Regions from separate parts of the Mus musculus genome. Here region 2 is linked to region 1. A link is a contact called in public HiChIP or PLAC-seq data. All regions are on one chromosome and are shown on one strand. The core of a region is the stretch at or near the end of the contact, and the rest is flanking DNA. Distances in the headings are between cores, read along the strand shown. Region 1 overlaps Cdc14a (CDC14 cell division cycle 14A). Region 2 holds the start of Mfsd14a (major facilitator superfamily domain containing 14A).

Region 1 (6,223 bases), core at 1,578-4,077:
CTATGTAGTAGGTTCCAGGCCGGCCAGGGCTACATAGTAAGACCCAATCTCAAGCAAGCAAGCAAGCAAGCAACCCCCCCAAAACCCCCAAAACCAACCCCCCCAAAACTTAATAATAGTGAATTTTCTGGTTGTTTAAGTGGGAATAAATTGTTTATTCATTTCAGTGGGAAACCTTCATCCTCTCTCCAGCCTGGTTAATATGTATATTCTTTTATTGAACTAGTATTTATGAGCACTCATGCCAGACATTCATCTGGGCTCTCAGGTGGTATTGAACAAGTAGGTTTGAATCCCTGCCTTTCTGAGTTTATATTTTGCTGAGAGAAGCATGGTGTAAAATGTAGCAACATGCTGGCGGATGGTTGCCTATTTCATACTGGAATCAGGGAAGTCCTCCTCGAGCGACGGACAGTTAAGACGATGCACAGGAAGAGTATTTTGGGTAGGGCATGTCCCAAAGGCCTCAGAGTCAGAATGGGTGGGTTGGGAGAGGAGCTAAGGCAAGCCCAGGTTGCTGCATCGTGGTGTGGAGGACAGCACAGAGAATGAGCTCTGGGGTCTCTGTCCAGCTGGTATGTAAGGATGAGTCTGGGTTTCATTCTCCACGGCACAAGATGCTGTTAGGGAGTGAAAATGGCCCAGCAGCCTTTTAAACTCACCTGCTACTTTGATGACTTACCTTCATGGCTGAAATTTATTCTGCCCCATCATGACAGCTTAAGTGTTAACCTGTCTGTCTTTTCTGTTCTCACTTTTATGTCCTGAAAGTATAACTCAGTGTCTACAAGTCACCACATGAACACAGAGGCAGATGCACTACTTGAGCTGTAAAGGACCTTAGCAAATCCTGTTGATGCTGTCTTGAAATTTCATTGATTTTTTTTTTTTTTCCATTAAAGCTGATAGTTGTGTGCTTGTTTGTGGCTCTGAAGAAATAGCCACGGTCTTTAATGTTCTAATGCTGGTAACAATGGTTTTCAGCAATTGCTGTGTGTCAGAAACACCTGTAAATAATCGTAGTCAGAGCTCATATTTAGTGAGTTTGAATCTTAAGCAAGCAGGTCTGGATGGCTATATCTTGAAACAGCTTCAAAGTTTTCGTTGTTGCCTGTGAAGTGTACTGAAAACTGGGAGCATCTCCTGCATTGAAAAACTGGATATATGCAAGGGATGCTCTATGGGGTCAGAAGCATGTTAGCCTTGATGTTGGCATTATCCGTGGTTCCCGTATCAGTGACTCTTTGTTGAACCAAGATAAGAATTGTCTGTATTGGAATTATGGGAAATTCTCTGCCTTGATCCTTTTCCTGTCCTCTGCCCCTTCCTCATTTCCCTTTCACTGGTAAACCGGGGCTTCAAGTCTTGATGCGACAGAGACGTGAGGGAGAACAGCTGACCATGGGGCGAGGATGGATATGTCTGCTGGATTTTTAGAAAATGTGATGTGTATTCACTAAAGTGAGCCGGAATGGGGGTCAGAGGTGAGGCAGGGTGTGTGGGGATGGGGGTGGGAATTCCTAGTAGCTACAAGGAAGGAAGATGTATTTTCTATAAAGTAAGTGTGTGGTAAGGTAGGTCTGTGGTTGCCTTTACTTGTCTGTGTTCTCGTTTGTGGAAATTAGTGAGCGATGGCATGTAGGAACCTGCTTACTTCAAAACAAGACCTTTGCATGCTTAAGAGGGATCAATTCTTTTCTCTTCTTGAAGGACAATCTTGTCATGTGGCATTTGTTTGCAAAGTTCAGGCTAATGTACAGACAAATGACCACAGGATCTGTTCTGTAAACACCCACCTAGTGGGGCAAGCTCTTGTTTCTCCTGCATTCTCCAAGCAACAACTCTTTGGTAAACACTGGAAGAGAACAACCAGTTCCTTGTTTGAGTCCATTGTTAGTTTTCTCTTCTTGAGTAAGTTCAAAGAGAAGGCGCTTACACATTACCAGGCAGGAGCTGTGAGACCTGAGTTGTATGCAGTGTGGCTCTGCCTTGAAAGTTTGCCTTAACATCTCCCCCGCAAACTCCTCAAAACCCAGAGAAAACCAGGAGAAAGATATTTGAAAATGTTTTGAAATTGCTTATTATTTTTGAGATAAGGTCTTGTGATGTCACCCAGGCTGGCTTCAAACCTGAGCTCCCTGTGTCTTGATCTCTGAGTGCTGGTGTTACAGGCACACTCTGCTACATTCAACTAAAAATTTAACTTAGAGAACACTGTTGTTGTTTAATGTTCCTTGGTTACATGATCTGGTTACTGAATGAACACTGAGAGCCTGGTTTACCTTCTCCATTCCTGGCAGATCTCAGGCCATGGTTTGATGGAAAACATCCAATCTTGACTGGGCTCCATCTCTGCTTTGCAGCCCTCTTGCTGTGTGTGCTCAGAAAGTGTTTCCTTCCCAACAGTTCCCATTTGTTACCACAAGGAAAATCTCTCCTCTTATCTCTGCCCCACTTCTCATTGCCCCAGGTTTTAAATCAGCCTTAGATAAAAATGTCAAATATTAAGGAGAGTTATGCATTTTGAAATAGAATTGACATAAATATAATACAATACTGTTAAAACAATTGAAGTAGTTCAGATTTCAATGTAGAGTCACTGAGAATGTACTCATTCATTCCCTCACGGTTTCCTTATTTTTAAGATTTTACTTTTATTTATTATTATTTTGTGTGCGAGTGAGTGCGGGCAGGCACACATGTGCCCTGGTGAACTCCGAGGTTAGAGGTCAGAGGGCAACTTTGTGGAGTCTGTTTCTCCTTTCACTTTTACATGGTTTCTGGAGACTGAACACAGGTTGCCAGGTTGTCATCACTGGCTTCAACTTTGAGCTTTGATCTTGGGTAAAGTATATCCGGAGTTTGAGATATTTGCCTTTTTAAGTAAGCTTTGAAGTGTAGTTCATTTGTAAGTGAAAGAGTTATCATACAAAATGACAGATGTTTGAAAAACTTAAATGTTTAATCATGACTTACATCAGCCACTAGTATCTTGATCATAAACATGTTCTGATTTGAGCCTGATTTGAACCGAGTTTTACCTAGAGGTTGCCTTCTGACAGTGACTGATAGGTTATACACAGGCATATGCTTACCTGGGTATACATGTATGTAACATGTAACCTGTGGTTACTCCAGGAATATGAAGGACTTAGGTACTCTAGGGGCCACACATTTTCTTCCATCCCCCATTCTGTTTTTTTTTTTTTTTTTTTTTTCATGTGGAAGAGGTTTTATTGGGAGCGAGAGACAAGGTGGCAGCAGAAAGAGAAGAAGAGGAAAAGAGAGAGGGGAAGATTTTCTATTGGTGTGGTTTTCTTCGGTTTGCTTGGCAAAGGCTTGGCCTACGTCCTTATGATTTAACTGTCGGTGATGTGTGTGTTGGCACATGGGCTCGAATCAGGCATAAGCAGTCCACGGTGTCATTGAAACAGTTCTAGCAAGAGATGTGCGACTGTCCCAGTCGCATCATCAGCTCTGGAGAGACATCTATTCAGGCTGATTATGAAAATTCTGCTTTCCATGAAATTAAATGAGGAGACACATGTGGCTAATATCTGCAATCCTCCCAAAAAACAGCCCATCAAAGGCTCCCGCTAGCTCCACTCTGGTTGTATCCATGAGAGAGGTGGAAGGAGTGTTTCTCATCCAAATGAATTTTGAGATAAACACAATCGTGTCTGCTGCTTGTCATCTGTCTACTTAACCCAAACTCCAGATGAAAATGTAGAGATGTCATGAGGGCATTTCAGAGCAAACAGAACCTCAGACAAACAAACGAAGTCACAGCCCATTTCTATGAAGATGTGGGATGAAGGATTTTTAGGGTAGACGTAAGTGATGGGGTGGTGATGTGAGGCCCAATTCTGCTTCCCCCTTACGGTACATTGTGTCTCCATCTTTGTTAGGCAGTACTGTGTTCTTCGTTGCTGACTTCCTGGTCTGTGGTTTCTATTGGATTGGAAGGGTTTTCTATATACTGGCTTCAACCAGACTGCAGAAGATAAGATTCGGTCTTATTATTGTGTTTTAATTAGAATACCGAGCCTGGTAGATTTAAAGTAGACCAGACGCAGGCCGTTGGGAACACAGTGGGTTTCTGCTTCGTAACCACAGGCTTGCCTATTTAATGTCCTCAATTGTTCCACTCTGAGTATTTCTGCTTCTGTAAGTTAGAACAAAAGTGAAATTGTCTGTGCATCTCACAAATAAGTAGGTTTTTTTTCCTTTTTTTTTTTTTTAAATTATCAAGTTGAATGGAGTTATTGTTTTTCTTGTCACTGGATAGAATGGCAGGATATGAATAAGAAGAAAATGTTACAAAACATTAAAAATTTAAACATCACTGTTTGGGCTTGTTTATGACAATTAAAATTGAAATCTGTCTTCAGGAAATAGTTTACAAATTAAGGACCTTGACATTTAAAAAGTCTGAGAACCAAGTCTTAGGCACCAAGGACAAAGCTTAAAAAAAATTCATGACGTTGGCTTTTTGCAAACTTTTTTTTTTTTGAGATGTGCCTTCTGTGGTATCTGTAATCTTTACAGGTAATTGAAGTGTTTTTCTCCCTAGTCTTGGCCATTTTGTTCTGTTGTTCATAAAAGTTCATGAAAGTTCAAATACAGAAGCCATAAGTCTGAATAGTAACACCTCTCTCTCCTTGACATGGACGTGGTTCGAGAGACACAGGGGTCAGCCACAGCGGCGATGCTGAGATGCTTTGAGAGTGGATTTGATAAATCCAGGGGCTGGTGACATTTACTTCAATGTTCATGCTGAGGCTTGGACTGAGAGAGGCACCGGTGCCTCCATTAAACCGAGAGGGTTTCCCTGGATGATGGCCTCATCGTCCTGATTTTAGCACCCCATCATGTCCCCATGGTCCTATGCTTCGGCAGCCATTTGGACTTAGCTCTATGAACCATTCAGATCTAAATTCACACAGATACAGGTGGCAGTATGAGTTTCCTTGCCGCTGCCACAGAGTATCTGGCAGGAGCGTCCTAAGAGAGGGGACTGATTTTCTCCCATGGTTTTGGATATTTTAATACATAGATCCCAGTCCTGTTGATCCAAGGTGAGATGGAGAATCACAGTGGTGGGAAGATGGAGGACAGGAACCAGAGAATGAGGAAGGGATTGGGGGTCTAGGTATAACATGCGCCGCCATACCCTAATGACTGACTTCCTCCAATGAGGAAGTTCTCATAGAAGTCCATGAGAGACATCTGACATTTAAACCGTAAGAGTGGAGAAAAGAGAAAATATTGTGAGGCTAATTGGATCTCTTGTCTGTATTCCCTTACTGTGGTAGAGTTATATGTCAGGTACAGGTAGAAGTCTGCTACGCGTTTATTACACTGTTTAATATCTCTCTAACAAACAACATACAACCTAGCGATGTCTCCGTGACACTTTGACCTTCTGTCTGGGGGAAGTTCATGGTCCAGGAATGTCCCCTCTTCACACTTCCTGAAACAGAAGTATAGAGAATTAATTAATTAAATTAATCAATCACAAGGCAAAAGAGCCTACCTCTGAACCTAGGCATCTTAGCTCCTGACCATTGGGCTTGGTTATCACACTCTCCATTTTGGGAATCAGTGTTTTCGAAAGTATTTCTTTACAAAGAAATCTATTTATTGTTTGTGCTATGACCAACCATTTTTAGAGCACTTTTTATGTGCATTGTGCTGAGCCTTGCAGATCTTAAGACATGAAAATTACCTTCACTAGCATTTACAGCCTAGCTAGAGATAAAAACAAAATCAGATAACCTTAGAAACAAACTACAGTAGGAATGTGAAGAAGCAGGGCTAGAAAGATGGTTCCGCAGTTAAAAGTCTGAGGCCTCAGCCTTGGGTTACATGAGACCCTTTTAAGAAAACAAAATGTAAGCATAGTACCCGAGTTAAATCTCGGCGACCCACATGGTGGAAGGAGAGAACTGGCACTTGGCAAGGGGACTTGGAGGTCCTCTAACCTCCACTGACCTCCCATTGTGCACAATAATGTAATAAAAAACAAAACAAAACAAAAACCAAAAAAAACCCTAGCTGGGTGGTGGTGGTGGCGCACGCCTTTAATTCCAGCACTTGGGAAGCAGAGGCAGGTGGATTTCTGAGTTGGAGGCCAGCCTGGTCTACAGAGTGAGTTCCAGGACAGCCAGGGCTACACAGAGAAACCCTGTCTCGAAAAACAAAAACAAAACTAAGAAATCTG
Region 2 (6,990 bases), core at 1,658-4,157, 290 kb before region 1:
AACAGAAATAGGCTCATTAGTTTTTATTTGTATTTGTATCCAGTTTTATGATTTTTTTTTTTTTTTTTTTGGTTTTTCGAGACAGGGTTTCTCTGTATAGCTCTGGCTTACCTGAAACTCACTTTGTAGACCAGGCTGGCCTCAAACTCAGAAATCCGCCTGCCTCTGCCTTCTGAGTGCTAGGATTAAAGGCGTGAGCCAGCACACCCGGCCTTTGTATCTAGTTTTATAAATGTAAGCTTTTATTATTGAATTCGCCTTTTTTTTTTTTTTACCAAACTCAAAACTTAAAAACTATGTAAGTGAAACATTACAGTTCACAAAGAAGTCTGCATAGTTCCTATGTTTGTCCCACTCCATTGGCAAGTGCCTTCTGTGGGGAGTAATTTCCACCAGGTTATAGCTCGGTTTCTTTCTGAAAGGCAAGCATATGTGTCACTACGTTTACAGTGCTGCTTTTCCTGCACGATCGTGTTCTCTGTTCTGTAAGGCTTTTTCTGAGCTCTGTGTATTCAGTGATCACCTTGATACCTACTTTGCTTTGGGGCTCATTTGCTAACTTGTTTAAACTATTTTCATGCTTTGGCTCTCACCTAATTGTCCATGTGCCTAAGTAAATTCACTGACACTCAAGGATTTGAACACTGACATCCTTGTTCTACCCTGTCAGATCTTTTTGGGTATGTTATTTCTATTTAATGGGAGCATACACACTATTTTTTAAATCCTAGTCTTAAAAAGAACCGGTGAGCACTATTGTAGGTATTCAAATAGCTTGAATAACTGACAATAACCAATCATATTTTAAAAGTAACTTTGATATAGCTGAAGTATGATTTTTGGAGGTCATAAAAAGTTGGAGTAACCACATAGTATTTTTTTCCAGTCTTTCATTTTATTTTGTTTTTGGTTTTTCGGGACAGGGTTTCTCTGTATAGCCCTGGCTGTCCTGGACCTCACTCTGTAGTCCAGGCTGGCCTCGAACTCAGAAATCCGCCTGCCTCTGACTCCCAAGTGCTGGGATTAAAGGCGTGCGCCACCACGCCCAGCTCAGTCTGGTTTTCATGTAGCCTGGGGCTAACCTTGAATTTGCTGTAGAGGCTGGCCTTGAACTCCTGGTCACACTGTCTCTACAACACAAATGCCAGGACCGAAGATATGCACCACCACGCCTACCTTAGAACAACCTTCTTAATCCTCTACACCCATGCAAAATATGATCTCGGGATTTAGTTATGAAGTTTCTCCCACTCTCAACAGCTTGAAGTTGGACTTCAAGGAAGTTTCTATATGAGAATTTTATTTTTAAAGTAAGTATGATGAAAATCCTTACCACCCAAGATGCTTTTCTTTCCCCATCCATGAAAACTGGCTTATTTTCCATTTCTTGTCAGCATGCAAGTAGAAGAAACAGAACATCCAACCAGGTTTATTTTTAACATTTTATTTTGAAATTTACAGAAAAGCTACAGTAACCCTCACATGTGTGCCCCCTGCTTTCTCCTTTACCTTGTCTAATAGTTACTTAGGCCATGTAATAAATAGCCTGATGTTCAGTGGCCTGAAGAATCCACCCACACCCAGGCTGCTCTCAGATTTGTCCTTGAATTCCTGATTCTCCTTCATGCCAGGATCTAGGCATCCACTTCTATGCTGGGTTCACTGATTGTTGGTGATAGAATCCGCAGCCCTATGCTTACAGGAAAAGCACTCCAAAAGAACCAGCTACAGCCCCATCCCAGTAATGTGGCTAAGCTGGGTATTCATAGCTGAAGGTCTCATAAAGTTTGCAGTCAGCTCAAGGCTTGACCAGGCATAGAGGATCTCGTTCCAAGATAATCCACAAAGCTTTGAAGGAGATTTCAGCTCAACGGCAGCACCTCTCCATAGTTCCTCTGGTATTATGGCATAACAATCGGCAACCCCTGACTGGAGTAAATGAAGAGCCTAGCAAAAACATACAGTACCTTTTATGACCTCTCCTCTAAAGTCAGTGCTGTCATTTCTGCTTTGCCCTGTTAAAACAAGGTCATCCATCACTAACCAGGCCACAAGCCAGGAGAGGGAGGGAGCCCCTTCCACTTCTCCCAGGGAGGAATATCACTGAGTTTGGGAACATTTATCTTACTTAGAGCCACCACATCCAGGATCGCTGTTGCCACAGTTTGGTTTGTTTCCAGTTCCCCTTTATCGAACAGTTTGATGGGGGAAAGCATGTGTTGTGCTCGTTCATACCTAGCACTGAAGGTATATTTAAAGGAAAGTTTTCCAACAGTTACCAAAATGAAGACTTTGCTAGACATGGTGGCACATGACTTTGATCACAATATGGGAGGTAGTCAGGGAGATCTCTCAGTTTGAGGCCAGCCTGGTCTACATAATGTGCTGCCTCAAAGTAAATGTCAGTACTGTTAATATCACATTTCATATTCCACCTGTCTGCTCTTTCTACCAGTCTTCTAGTCAAACCAATTTTTAAAAGCCTATAAAGTATGGCATCTAGTTTACACTGGGAGAGAATGTACTGGTACGTGGGGGTATGTAAGCCAGCATGACCTAGCTGGGCATCAGATCAACAGCTAAAACTCCTCTACCTGCTACTGACCATTCCTGGAAAACTTTCCCGTTGTCCCCTTCAATTCTGTTTTGGTGGGGATGCATTTGATGCGGATGCTATTAGCCTGGGACGCCTGAGCATCTGAGAAACTATTTGTCAGATTTGAGTAGGTAAAAACTTTTCGGAACTTGAGTTCATCTGTGAAGGAAAAACTGTTAAAATAGCCATCGCTCAGCGCCTTAGAGGGCAAAAGCTAGGCAGCCAAAGCACCTGGCTCCACCCGCTCCCGCGGCACCTCCCAGTCCTCCGCTATTGCAGGGTTGGAGGGGCGTGCCCGCACTGCGGGGGCGTGGCTGCGTCACGGGGGCGTGGCGAGCGACTCAGCCGATCGCACGATGTGACGCGCCGCCCGAGGCAGGCCGGGCCCTCAAGATGGCGGCGTGCGCCCTGAGCGGCTCGGCCCGGCAGTAGTGGCGGGACCGCACTCGCCGCTGGGGCCGCCCGCCCCCTGAGTGGCTGCTGCAGCGCCGGGAGTCGAGGATGGTAAAATGACCCAGGGGAAGAAAAAGAAACGGGCCGCGAACCGCAGTATCATGCTGGCCAAAAAGATCATCATTAAGGACGGAGGCACGGTGAGTGCTGCTGGTTCCGCGCCGCAGGACGGCCCGGGTGCGGGCCCGGCTCGCTCTTCCCCCCGCTTCCGCCTTCGCTGGGCCGAGAGCGCCCTGCCCTTCCGTGCCGCCGGCGCTGCCGCGGTCTCGGCCTGCGGCCTCCGCGGCCTGGCTCCCCTGGACGCTGCTGGTACCTCCGGCGGGGCACTGCGTCTCGGAGCCTGCGGCCTCGGCCCACGTGCGCCCGGCCTCGGGGAGGAGGCGGCGGCCCCTCCGCAGCCTCGCCAGGCCCAGCGCGGCGCGCGGGGAGGCTGGGCAGCCTTGCGCTCCGTATGCTGTGGCGGGTGGCCGCCGCCGCGGCCCGCTGGGCCAGGGTACGTGCGTTGTCCCATCGCGGTCGCCGGGAGCCGGAGCAGCGGCTTGGAGCTGTTCGGCTACCTTGTCGGGGAGTGGGCTCGTCCCCTCTCCCGGCGTCGGAAGCCTGACCTTCCCTGGGGCCCTCTCCGTTAGAGAAATCTTCACCTTGTGCCTCAAAATAAGTCTTTAGAATTGGTCATGGCGTGAGGATCGGAGACAGATTCTGGCAGGCGGACTGAGGCTAAAAATGTGCCTTTTAGACAGTCGTTACTCGCAGAAAACTTTATGCACTGTGCAGTGTGCTACCAGACGTCGATATAGGATTTGTCATTGGAAAACAAACGTACACTTTTGTTGTGCTGTGTGTTTGTAGCGTTACACTCTGATCTTTGCTGACTCCTTTGGTATCGCGTTCCGAAATAGAATGGAAAAGTAAGATGTGTCTCTGTGGTGAAGTTGCAGACATTGTTTCTTTCCATTTGTTTGTAGTTTAATGGAGCCTTGATCAATGCTAGCAAAGCACTAAATATGTAAGTAGGCCACCGCGGAGGATTTGCTGAAATCAGTTTGAAATAAATGACAACTTTCTTTTGACATTTGAGAACATGGCCTAGTCCAACTGCCATCATTTAGAAAGCTTGGGACATATGGAACGATTTCGGAATATGTTCAGTTAACTGTCAGATTTATTAGTTGTCATAGCTTTGACTTTTAGTGAAAAAAGAGGGTTCAGAGCTTTCCAGATTTTCTTACTGTACCTGATCAAAGTATTACTTTGATGAATTCTCATTAGCTGTCTTGACCAAGTTAGTAGGAGCTATACTGGGAGGAAAGAATATCGTTGTCAGGTTTAGAGAGAGAAACTTATAACGAAGCATATTTTCAAAAACCAGGTGCTATTTAAGACCAATCTTTGCAAAAGACAAGAAGCAAGATAATTAAGGAGCAGACCTTTTTTTTTTTTTTTTTTTTTTTTTTTGGTTTTTCGAGACAGGGTTTCTCTGTATAGCCCTGGCTGTCCTGGAACTCACTTTGTAGACCAGGCTGGCCTCGAACTCAGAAATACGCCTGCCTCTGACTCCCGAGTGCTGGGATTAACGGCGTGCGTCACCATACCCGGCAGGAGCAGACCTTTTATAATGTTTGGATTTTTGTCTGGTTTGCTCTGTAAAATATTTTTTTGATGAGATAGTAGGGATCAAACTTAGAGCTCATGTCAGCCTCCAGAAGAGTCATTCCAAATTCTGACTTTGAGAAGAGATACATGTTTTTGTTGTTGTTGGGATTTTGCTTTGTGTCTGAGGACAGATCTCAGGTCGTTCAGAAAGACTTCAGACTTAGGACCCTCCTACTTGTGCTTCCCAAGTGCTGGGATTATAGGTGTGTGTGCTGCCATGCCTGGCGAGAAGAGGTTCTGTTTGTTTAAGTCTTTTTGCTATTTATAAAGATATAGCAAATTTCTAGCTTGCTTTAGTACACAAAATACTTTTTACTAGTAAAAATGTCTTGGTGGCACACTAAATCAATGAAAACTTTCCTTGAAAGTCAGGTCTTAAGAACATCGTCCTTTCCCATCTTACTCTGCCTCACTTTCCTTTTCATTCTGCCTTTTTTTTTTTTTAAGATTATTTATGAGCCAGGTGGTCATTCCAGCACTCGGGAGGCAGAGGCAGGTGGAGCTCTGTGAGTTCAAGGCCAGCCTGGTCTACCGAGTAAACTCCGTTCAGCCAAGACTCCACAAAGAAACCCTGTCTCAAAAACAAAACAAAGATGTACACACACACATGTGGAGAGCTGTGAGCAATCGCACACACAAGTGTTTTTGCCTAAATGTATGTATGCGTTCAGCATGATTGCCTGGTGTCTGAGGAGGTCAGAAGAGGGAATTCCGTCCTCTGGGTTTGAGCTGCCGTGTGAGAGCTGAGAAACAGTACTCTGCAAGAGCCACAAGTGCAGCTCAGCCAGAATGGCTAAGCCACTCCTCCAGTTTCCATTCTTTTGTTTTGTTTTGTTTTTTTTTCAGGACAGGGTTTCTCTGTGTAGCCCTGGCTGTCCTGGAACTCACTCTGTAGACCAGGCTGGCTTCGAACTCAGAGATCTGCCTCCCAAGTGCCGGGATTAAAGGCGTGCGCCACCATGCTTTTAATAGTACCGGCAGTTTCCATTCTTAAGCACACCGGTACTATCTCTTGTCATCATTGAATCCCACTGGGCCTCTAGTATATGGGTGGGTAGATGGATGGATAGCTTGTGTGTGTGTGTGTGTGTGTGTGTGTGTGAGAGAGAGAGAGAGAGAGAGAGAGAGAGAGTGTTTGGTTTAAGGTGACACTGCTTTTCTGCCTGTCTACGTATATAAATTAGACTACTCTTGTGAACATTGCTTTGATTTCACATGTATGGATGTTTTGCCTGCATATATGTCTCACCATGTGAGTGCTGAAGAGAAGAGGGCATCAGATCCCCTGGAACTGGAGTTATGGTTGGTTGTTAGCTGCCATATGGGTCCCAGAAATCAAACTAGGGTCCTGTGAAAGAGCTGGTGGCAGGTGAGCTTTACTCCTGGGCATTTCTCCAGTCTTCACCACTCCAACCCACCCCCTTTGTTAAGGGAAAAATTGACTGGTTTCCTCTTGTGTGTTGTGTTGTAGATCGTTGTGGAGATATTGTTACTGACGTTACAATTCGAGCCTTTAAAGACGACATACCGTTGGATCCTGTGGCAGTCTTTGAACAGTATTTGATACAGTTGATCAATGAGTGATCTGAGTCTCTTTATTGTTTTTTAGGGTTAATGTTCCTAGTTTGTTCAACCAATTTGAATCTTGTTGAAACCGATACTTGCTGGTGATTTGGCAGAATTAGAGTAGGTTCAGTTGTCAGCTGAGAGTGAATGAAGCTTCTGAATGGGTGTGCGTGCCGTGCCGTGCCTCGCACGTGCTAGGCAAGTGCTCTGTCTGCCGTGAACTCGCACCCTCAGCGTATGCTACTAATTTATTTATTTTCCCTTGAAGTTGTATTCAGTCTGCACTGAGGCCTGGATAAGGCGAATTTGTTGCAGCTTTAAGTAGTGTAGAACAAAGGTAAATCAGATTAACTTGTGTGATGGTAGGCATGAGGAGTTTTGTTGAGGTTGCTGGAAATACAAGCCCGGGTTTTCACAAATGCTAAGCAAGCACTTTATGGGTGAGCCACAGTACTCAGTGTGTATTAGGAGTTTTTAGCCAGATAAGTTCACTCTAAAGTTGTTTGCAAAATTTTTTTGTTATATTTTTCTGGCAGATTTTATTCTCCCCTTGAATTTTAAAAGTACTTACCTAAGCTTATTAAGCTAAGGGGAGATATATTTAATATTTACACTATGTGTACACACACACACACACACACACATATATGAAATATTTATACAATGTAACAAGTAAAATAAATCACTATTTTGTTCATGTGGCTTACATTAAGACTATGAAG

Evidence for each region. HiChIP or PLAC-seq counts read pairs in DNA pulled down with a chosen protein or histone mark.
Region 2: a CTCF HiChIP or PLAC-seq map of CD8 T cells shows a contact between it and region 1, with 6 read pairs. The contact joins the promoter of Mfsd14a here to the enhancer-like site in region 1. A contact is called at or near these places in 2 of 39 promoter capture datasets (the C10 cell line and cranial neural crest), 2 of 15 datasets of contacts at CTCF or cohesin (CD8 T cells and the NIH/3T3 cell line), 2 of 484 Hi-C or Micro-C datasets (CD4 T cells and nephron progenitors), 6 of 115 datasets of contacts at active chromatin or transcription factors (effector CD8 T cells, embryonic stem cells, intestinal villus epithelium and 3 more) and 2 of 9 other capture datasets (adipose tissue and liver).

What each region holds. Positions count from the first base shown.
Region 1 is chr3:116,371,280-116,377,502 of GRCm38.p6, reverse strand. The region is part of intron 4 of Cdc14a (CDC14 cell division cycle 14A); the gene reads left to right. Among named protein-coding and RNA genes, the nearest start is that of Cdc14a, 50 kb to the left of the region's middle. Within about 2 kb of position 2,827, at least 42 of the 459 cell types and tissues checked have an H3K27ac peak or open chromatin away from gene starts, as enhancers often do. A contact at or near this core is called in CD8 T cells, effector CD8 T cells, intestinal villus epithelium and 2 more, where this site is marked.
Region 2 is chr3:116,658,594-116,665,583 of GRCm38.p6, reverse strand. Mfsd14a (major facilitator superfamily domain containing 14A) reads left to right here and starts at 2,907. Exons shown (of 12, transcript NM_008246.2): 1 at 2,907-3,189. The coding sequence starts at 3,106.